Regions from separate parts of the Ovis aries genome. Here region 2 is linked to region 1. The links are chromatin contacts, called in public Hi-C maps. All regions are on one chromosome and are shown on one strand. The core of a region is the stretch at or near the end of the contact, and the rest is flanking DNA. Distances in the headings are between cores, read along the strand shown.

Region 1 (4,726 bases), core at 660-3,159:
AGGGTATCTTCCCGCATTGCAGGAGGATTCTTTACCAGCTGAGCCACCAGGGAAGCCCGCCACCCAAGTAGGGGTGGCCTCATCTCTGGAGTTAAAAGGGGGAGAGAAGGTAGAGCGGAGGGCTCGCACGGCAGGCCGGGCGCCCCCGTGTGGCGAGGCCGGGACGGTGCACGTGGGAGCGGTGGCCGCGGTGGGAAGCCGGCGGCGCCCAGGCTCTCATGGCTCCCAGACCTGCCCCGGCTCGCTCGGCTTTGATGGCTGCTCCCGCCCCTCTCAGAGGCCTGTTTCATCCCCCAACGACGGAATGGGGCTTATGTCTGCCCTCGGGTTCTCCCGCGACGGGCGAATCGGGGACCTGAGTTTGCTGCCGCGTGAGCGTCCCAGGGTGGCAGGGGCCCAGACTCCAGGACGTTTTGTCTGGCCTCCCGAGTTTGGGATGGGTGAGGAGACTGACAAACCGAACAGGGAGGCAGAGGGCGCTTCTAAACTCCGGCGTCCAGCAGGTCGCTGGGAGCATGTGGATCGTTCCTCTTCTAAAGGGAGGTCCAGCGGGTTTGTTTTTTTTTTTTTTAACTGGTGGTGCGCTTTGCACGGGCTCTGTGTCCAGCCCCATTCATTCATTAAATACCTCGGTTTCTGTCTCTGGGTCCGTTTCCCGGCCTCTGGGTCCCCTCCTGTCTCTGCCCACAGGCCCCGCGGTGTACTCCCTCACTTTCCATCCCTGACACCAACCATCGGCTGGCCCAAAGCAAGACTGGAAAGCTCATTTAATGCTCACAAGTACTCTCCGGAGGTGGGTGGGGGTTCTTATCTTCATTTTCCTGATGAGGAATCTGGGCCCAGGGAGGTCACCTGCCCAGGATCATGCAGCTAGAAGGTGCTGGATGGAGGAAACAAGCTTCCCACGGGAGATTCCCTGAGCTTCGTGGACTTCAACTAGTTCAACTCCAGGGCAGACAGCCACCCTGGCAGCCAGTCCTCCCCAACCCCACCCACCGCACAGGGTACCCAGGCCCTCCGGTGTAGGGATGGCTGTCTGTGCCTGGCACCGGAGAAGCCGTAGTGGCGGCTGTTGATGCAGCATCTACTGCTCTGAGCTCCTGGAAGGATTCAGAGACCATGTGGGCTCCTGGCTAAGCCAGAGCTTTCCGAACTTCATCACAGCCCGGCACGTGTGAAAGTGATGACGTGGGGCATGGCGTGGCCCACTGAAGTTAAGTGAGAGGCTGCTTCCAGCCAGAGGCCATGCTGGGGGAGGGGCAGCAGGTGCCCCAGAAACCTGCGACCATCTGGAGGATGGGATGGGGGAGAGGTCTGTCTTAAAACACCTGTAACTCATTCTTGGAACATGGGTGTGTCCTCCCCACAGGTGGGAACTCTGCTTTTGGGCCGGTGAGACTGTACCACCTCCAGCCCTTCTGAGCTAGAGTGCTCAGCCTCTCTCGGGGGACCCAGTGCCTCGGCCGCCTTTCCCTCTCTTGCAGCCCACTCCCATCTCCCCAAGACCCCGCTGCCCACCGAGAGCTGGAGCCCCCTCTCCTGCTCCAGCTCTGCCTCTGCTGACCCCGCAGCCCCACTCCTGGTCCAGCCCACCCATCCTATCTGGTAGGCAGGTGTAATGGTGACACGTGCGGGCTGGGCACTCAGATCGTGACCCCACCATCTTCCAGCTGTGTGGCTTGGTGCCAGCTCCTTAATTTCTGTGTCTCACTCTCTCATCTGTAAAGTGGAGGAAATAACAGAGCGACTGCATAGGGTCACCGTGAGGGATTGTGGGCACACAGCTGCTGGCACAGGAGAGGGCATGGTGAATGTTAGTCTTGTTACTGTGACCCACAACCCACACAGCTCAGCAGCCTTACCCTCACCCAGTGTAAGACACCCAGCTCACCCCTCCCAGTCAGCTCCCAGCCTGAGTCAGCGTCCTTAGCAAGCCTGTGGTGCAAGGACTCTGGAGGAGGAAGCTACACCAAGGTGCTGAGAAGAGCTTGGCCTTGACATGTAAGGGCTGAGGACTAGGTAGGCAATGCCTGCATGGCCTGCTGTGTGCACCTCATCCATCAGAGCAGCTGTGTCAGGCCACTGGCAAAGGGACCAGCTGGAGGTGGTCATCTCCACACCCTAGGAAACAGCCTGTCCCCTTCCTTTACCTTCTGTCACCAAACTTGACCTAGGCAGAAGGATTTTTCCACCATGGAGCCATCTTCCACCCAGTAAGTCCCTTTGGTATCTAACTGCAATCCCTCCTGCTGGTCATTAGCTCTGGCCTGTGGAGTGGTGATGACTGAATCCTCACTCTCCTCCCTGCACTTGGCCCAGGGAAGGCTGTCTTAAAGCTGAGGAGAGAGGCGATATAATTGAACATCAGAGTGAACACAGGAGCGGGCGGTTCAGAGATGCAAGAGTTAGCTGGGGAAAGTACCTGTCCAGCACAGGTGTGAACTCAAATAAGCGTGTCTCCGCTTTATCCTATCAGCAAGCCCAGGGAACCAAACTGTGGTTCCTCATTCCCACCACAGGGTGTCGCCACAGCCCTGCTCAACCAGCTGTCGAGGCTCCCTTTGACAGCGCCCTTGGTGAGCACATGTGTCTCCTCGGACAATTCATTTCCGAGTGTTAGACAAGAGCCCAGTTTCAGGACCTGGAAGGGGTCCCCCTTCCTACAACAAATGGCGACTCTGGCGGGGACTCTTCTTCGCTGAGACTGACATCCTGACCACTCGGGGCACTCAAGGGCCAGCTTGCCTGCCAATGGACCAGACCCAGCGGCTGCAACTGGGACCCTTTTGTCCCTGATCTCCTCCTGACGCGGACAACTGGCCAAAGTGTCCCGACCGGTAAGGAACAAGAGACTTTACTGACCCCTCTCCCCTTCCCTCTCCCTTTCCTCTCCTTAACCCTTCCTATCCTTCTCTGTTTTTCTAGTCCTCCCGTCCTGGACGCAGAAATCTGGTCGAAGGGCCCTCAACCTGAGCTGAAGATTGGAAACTGATCACCTCCTCTTGGCAGAGAACTTGAATTCTGGTTCTGGTCTGGTCTGATTTCTGGTAGGGCCAAGTTCCAGTCCTCCCTTCTCTGAAGGCCCAGGGAAAAGTCCCATAACGCCTGAGTATCTTTAGGTGGCAGGAGACGTCTGTAAGACCACCCTTTTCACCCCCCCTCCTGCCTCCTCCCCCTTCTTCTTTCAACCTGGCTTCCTTTCCTCCCTTGAAATCTTTGATGTTAGTACTTGGATCTGAAGTTCTGTGTCTCTATAGGAGATTTTGCTTCCCTGGTGGCGCAGAGGTTAAAGCGTCTGCCTGCAATGTGGGAGACCTGGGTTTGATCCCTGGGTCGGGAAGATCCCCTGGAGAAGGAAATGGCAACCCACTCCAGTATTCTTGCCTGGAGAATCCCACGGACAGAGGAGCCTGGTGGGCTACAGTCCACGGGTGGCAAAGAGTCGGACACGACTGAGCGACTTCACTTTCACTTTCACTTGGTGAGTCTGAGGGGCTTCCCTGTGGCTCATTGGTAAAGAATCTGCCTGAAATGCAGGAGACCCAGATTTGATCCCTGGGTTCAGGAAGATCTCCTGGAGAAGGGAATGGCAACCTACCCGCTATTCTTGCCTGAAGAATTCCATGGACAGAGGAGCCTGGTGAGCTACATCATCTACGGGGTCACCAAGAGTCGGATAGGACTAATGTTTTCACTTTCCTGAGTCTGACCTCAATCCATCTAGTGTCTTTCCTCCTGTTTTGTCTTCGGAGGAGATGGGCTGTGACTGCCTGCAAGCACAAGGCCTGTCACTACCCATGCCTCACTCCGTTGGGTTAAGCTGAGTGGCCTGGAGGTCACTTTCTGTGTGGACTCACATACTGTGGCCCCCTGGATGCTGTATGACCTCCTCAAGGGTGAACAACTTTTAGGAAATTCTGCCCCCTCCCATGACAACACACTCCAGTATTCTTGCCTGGAAAACGCAAGGAGAGAGGAGCCTGGTGGGCTACATTCCATGGGATTGCAAAGAGTCAGATACAACTGAGCTACTGAGCACACACCCGCTCCCCCAGAAGGCCTTGACCGTCCTGCAGAGAGGCTCATGACACCTGCTGTGGGGACCCCTCCCCAGCCTGGCAGAGTAACTGGTCACCCACATATTCCCTCCTAGTCTCCACAACCCACGTTCTCATGAGCTTCTCCCTGTGAGGGTAATTAAAAGAGCATAATTATCTTTTGAAAGATTAAATGAGGCTCTGCAGGTAAAAAACATTTTTGAAAGCTCTTTATTAAAATGTAAATGTTGGTTGCCAAAGATAGGGAAACTGAGGTTCCACAAGGTTAAATGACTTTCCAGAAGCCACACGGCAAGTCAGGGGTTTCCCGAGGGGAGGAGCTCTGGCCTCTCATCCCAACCTATTAATAGAGTCTCTCAAGACATCACACTTGGCTTTGAATGGGGTCCTCTGTGTGACCCTCATCTGGGGGAGTGGGTGGTGAAGGCTCTGCAGAACAGAGATCCCGGAAGAAGGAAGGAAGCCAGGGAAGAAGGGGTTAAAGGGGCTGGAAGCCAAGATGGCCAAAGGCTGTAACCAGACTGAAGGGGCCAGGGAGCGGTCTGGCTCTGATTAGGTTCTAAGGCCATCTGGAGAACCAGACTCTGGAGGAGACTGGCTGGTTTTATGGTGGAGGGTGGGGGGTGGCGGGTGGCAGACGGCCTGAATTACAGGGGCTTTAATGGGCT
Region 2 (4,726 bases), core at 884-3,383, 48 kb after region 1:
AGATGCTATTTGTCTTAGATCCGCTAAGCTTAACTCTCTGTCAGGTTATCAGCTATCAACCCCTGAGATCAAGCATCACTGGGCATTTGTTAAAAATGCAGATTTTCAGTTCTGTTTCTTAAGAAATCAGGTTGACTAGATTTAGGGATCTAGGTATCTGTGTTTTTAATAGGCACCTAGGTGATTCTTTTCGTAAAACAAATTTGGAAAACATCAAATTAGATAATCTTCTGAATCCTTTTCAGTCTTAAATTTATGCAGCAGAGTGTAGTAAGAAGTCCAGTTCAGATGCTCAGTCGTGTCCGACTCTTTGCAACCCCGTGAACTATAGCGCGCCAGGTTTCCCTGTCCATCACCAACTCCCAGAGCTTGCTCAAACTCATCTCCATCAAGTCGGTGATGCCGTCCAACCAACTCAACCTCTGTCATCCCCTTCTCCTCCTGCCTTCAATCTTTTCCAGCATCAGGGTCTTTTTCAATGAGTCAGCTCTTCGCATCAGGTAGCCAAAGTAAACTGTAGTTTCGGCTTCAGCATCAGTCCTTCCGAAGAATATTCAGGACTGATTTCCTTTAGGATGGACTGGTTGGATCTCCTTGCAGTCCAAGGGACTCTCAAGAGTCTTTTCTGGCATCACAGTTCAAAAGCATCCATTATTTGGCGCTCAGCTTTCTTTATGGTCCAACTCTCACATTCATACTGGAATGTACTGGAAAAAACATAACTTTGACTAGATGGACCTTTGTCAGCAAAGTAATGCCTCTACTTTCTAATATGCTATCTAGGTTGGGTATAGCTTTTCTTTCAAGGAGCAAGCGTCTTTTAATTTCATGACCAGTAGTAAGAAGAGCTCTGGGCTAATAGTAAGGAAGTGGTTCTGGGCACCCCCTGCAGTTCAAGGCATCTAACTCTGCTGGCACCCTTATGGTCCCTGGGTGCTTGGGTACCTGTTGTCATTGTTACTAACCTGTGCTGGGGAAAACCTAGATGAGAAGAAGGCTGAAGAGAAGGGTATTCAACATCTGTGGTAGAGATCTGGGAAAGATTAGGGGACTACAGAATAAAGAGAAGTGAAGCGAACATCAAGGAACAATAGGTTCTGAACATCCTCCTGGCGTTTTCTCTTCTGGAACTGGCAGGACTTTGTAGGTCTCAGCAACACCCGCTCTACCCCGGGGACACTTAGGCCCAAAGAACTTTTCAAATGTTTCCAAAGCACACAGCTAATCAGAGGAAGCAGGAATCCACATCCCTCCTGCCTTCACCCAGTTCACTGTTGGAGTGCATGGCAAGGCACCCCATTTCTGTGGGCTTGTGGGAAAGCCTCTGATGGTCAAGCGCATCCTGAGTCCCTGGACATCCTCCAGAATGGTCTGCAATCTACTGTTTTCCTGAATTTGCTCAGCCTATCGGTGGGAGAGAGAACAGGGGTCTGGGGAGGTGGGCAGGACTGGGGAGAAGTCGTGAATGGGGAAAGTAAGGGCGCCCAGACCGAAAAGAACCTGCGCAGGGGCTCAGAGAATGCGGATACTTCAAGGGCCATGTCCAGAGAGGCGGCCTGACTGATCAAGATTTCACACCTGACGGATGTCAATGCCAGCAGAACCTCAGCCCCTCTCTCTCCTGATCTATGGCAGTCAAAAGGCTGAACGCGAGGTGAGGTCCGATTTTGCAGAAGCAGTGTAGAAATTCGCCCCCTCGGAGAAACTGAAAAGACCAAACAAAACCCCTAAAACACCAAGCCCGATTCTTTCATCCACGTGGCACAAGAACGGGCCAAAAAGAAGGACGGGGCCGGGGGAGGGGAGGCGGGGGAAGAGTCACCCGTCCCGCCCCTGCTGGGAGGAAGGGATCTGCCAGGAGAGTCAACTCCCGGGCCAGCCCGGTCGCTGCCGGGGCGCGACGGGGAGGGAGCGCGGTTGAGAAACCCAGTTCCCACCAGGCCGCCGCGCGCCGGTCAGCCCCGTGCCGGTCCGCCCCGCCCGCCGCCGAGCGCGGGGAGAGCCGCCGCGGGCCCTTTAAGGGCCGAGAGGTGCGCGGTCTCTTTAAGGCAGGTCCTGGTGGTTTCTGTTTTCTGAAGGAAGTGACGGGGGGTGGGATTGAATGAAAAGTGCAAAACACAGTCTCGGAGCTCCGGAGTCGGGGGCCGCGGGAGGCGCCGCGCTGGGACTGGGAGGCGGACCGGCCCCGGGAGCGCAGCGTCCGCCTCGGAGCCGCCGGGGGGCGCGCGGCGGAGCGCAGCCCACGTGCCTCGGCGCCACGTCGCTGGCGCCCCGCGGCTGAGCCCCCAGCCCCAGGGGGAGCCGCGCCCCCGCGCCGTGAACTAGCCTCCAAGTTCGGGCAAAGTTTGGCCCCGCAGCTCCCTGCCCGCTCGCGGCGCGCCGGGACCGCGAGGGCGGCGGCGGCTCCAGGGGATGCGCCCGCCCGGCCGCTGCGGGGTCCCCCGGGCGTCCCCCGCGCTGCTGCTCCTGCCGCTGCTCGTGCCGCTGCTGGGGGCGCCGCGCGGCGTGGGCGCGGGGGCCGGGGCTAGCTCGCCGTCGGAGCTGCGGGTGCGGGTGCGGCTGCCTGACGGCCAGGTGACCGAGGAGAGCCTGCAGGCGGACAGCGACGCCGACAGCATCAGCCTGGAGCTGCGCAAGCCCGACGGCACTCTCATTTCCTTCACCGCCGACTTTAAGAAGGTGAGGCACCGTCGGTTGCCCGGCGGCGGGGCGGAGGGGGGAAATCTGCGTGCCTGAGAGGGTCCCGTCTGCTGGCCAGAGAACTGGGCCAGGAGAGGGACAGGGACGCGACTTAGCCAAGGTCACGCGGGTCTTCTCCACACCTCTTTGCCCTGCTCCCCAGCGCCCGTCATTCTCCCCCACGAACTGCTCTGCTGCCCTTCAGACTCTCCCTTGCGGCCTTTCACCTTTTTACCCTGGGCGCCGAGGCCCTCTAACCAGCTAGCTCCGCACTTCCTCTTCCAGGTCTCCCCGCGCCCTCCAGGTGCTGACCCTACTAGAGTCAATGTTAATAACCCCGTCTCCCTTTCTGGAGTAATTCCCTCAGGCTTTATCAGGAAAAAGTCCTGGGCCAGGCATCAGAGGTCCCGGGTTCTCACTGTGACCTAGGGCAAGTCCCTTTCCTTCTCTAGGCCACCTTTCACACCTCTGTACAGGAACAAGAGGGAGACTCCAGGTCTCCCAGCCCTGACATCTTGGAGTCTATGTACCACCTCTCCTTGTTTCACTTCCCTGGGCTGGGGAAGGGGGTTCCTGGGTGGTGCTACGTGTCCCCCAGGCCAAGGAGAAGCCACCTCTTCTCTTTGGAATGAAAGTCTGGGGAACTTGCAGTGGAGGACCTGGAGAGAGGCCCCAGGTGAGGTCCCCAGGCTCTGGGAGAGGTGCCACCTCTTACCCTGCTTGAAGGGCTGACCAACCCTCAGTTTTGGCTCAGATTCTGGGGAAGGGGATAAAGACCAGCCTGTCCTGTGTGTGTGTGGTGAAGGGAACAAGTAGGTGGGAAGGGTGTGTGTGTGTGTGTGTGTGTGTGTGTGTGTGTGTGTGTGTGCGCGTGTGTACAAGTAGGTGGGAAAGGGGTAAAGACCAGCCTCTCCTCTGTGTGTGTGTGTGTGTGCGTGTGTGTGTGTACGAGGTGGGAAGGGAGTAAAGACCAGCCTCTCCTCTGTGTGTGTGTGTGTGTGTGTGTGTGTGTTTGGTGAAGGGAACAAGTAGGTGGGCCTGGTCCCCTGGATTGTGAGGTGGGGTAGAGAATGGAGGTGCTCAGGGTTATCAGGAAGCGAGCCTGGAAGGGCAGCAAGTAACGGTGACCCAGGGGCGGGAACCCTGGCAGGAAAGAAGGTGGGTGAGGTGTGGTACTCAAGGGAGTCTCCTGATCAACTGAAGCATGCTCCCCACCTCCCTCTCCTGTAGAAAGAGGCCCTGGGAGGCTCTAGGGAAGGGGAGAGGGGAAGCCGATGAGACAGCCAGCAGTGGGGAAAGCCCAGGGCTCTGGGGCAGCTATCTGAGCCGCCTCTCTCTCCTTCCTCTTGGAGACCAGAGCTTGAGAGGAGTCAGGGCAAAGTTTGCAGAGTCACCTAGGGACCCAGCCACATTGCCATAGATGATATACCAGGTTAGGGGCCAGGGATCCCATAGACAGTGGAGGTGGGGCTTGACGGCTGATCTGTCCCTGGACTATTGGGCTGTCACTGACCAGGGATGCAGGGAGACCAGTTGAGGGGGTGGGGTGGGGGTAGGGGTGCTTGAGTGTTGCGATTGGGAGGGCTGTGTGATCCCTTCCTTACTGAGCAGGCCTAAGCTGGGTTCTCAATTCAGGCAGGGGCAGGTGAGTGTGTGAGTGGAGAGCGGGAACCTGACAGGGCAGGAACACCTCCTGCCTCCCTACTTAAACTCCAGGGGAATTTTGTCAAGTCTGTTCTTTTCCTGGAAAACCCAAATAGGGGAAGCAGGAGTCTGAGCATCCCCTCCAACCTGCCACTGAAACCCTTTGTCCTTGAGAGTGAGCCTCAGGCCAGCCCGGGAGTCTCCCACCCTCCTACCCCACTGCGCATTGTTTTGTGGCAGTTCAGGAACCCTCGAGAGACTTCCCCATCCCTGGGACCACTCCAGCAGCCAAGACTGTGGGTAGGACACCCGTCAGAGAGGGCTCAGCTTTTATAGCCTCTAGCTGCAGCTTGGAAGGTTTTATTGCTCTATCCTGAGGGTAGGGGAGAGGCCAGTGGCAGTG

What was found. A called contact is a pair of places that touch in the nucleus more often than the background predicts.
Region 2: a Hi-C map of omental adipose tissue shows a contact between it and region 1, with 2.7 times the contacts expected there. The contact joins the promoter of OAF here to the enhancer-like site in region 1. A contact is called at or near these places in 4 of 16 Hi-C or Micro-C datasets (blood, mixed tissues, omental adipose tissue and 1 more).

The regions. Positions count from the first base shown.
Region 1 is chr15:30,452,057-30,456,782 of ARS-UI_Ramb_v3.0, forward strand. No RefSeq gene overlaps it. Among named protein-coding and RNA genes, the nearest start is that of TRIM29, 26 kb to the left of the region's middle. Within about 2 kb of position 1,910, at least 4 of the 54 cell types and tissues checked have an H3K27ac peak or open chromatin away from gene starts, as enhancers often do.
Region 2 is chr15:30,499,333-30,504,058 of ARS-UI_Ramb_v3.0, forward strand. OAF (out at first homolog) reads left to right here and starts at 2,134. Exons shown (of 4, transcript XM_027979327.2): 1 at 2,134-2,679. The coding sequence starts at 2,413.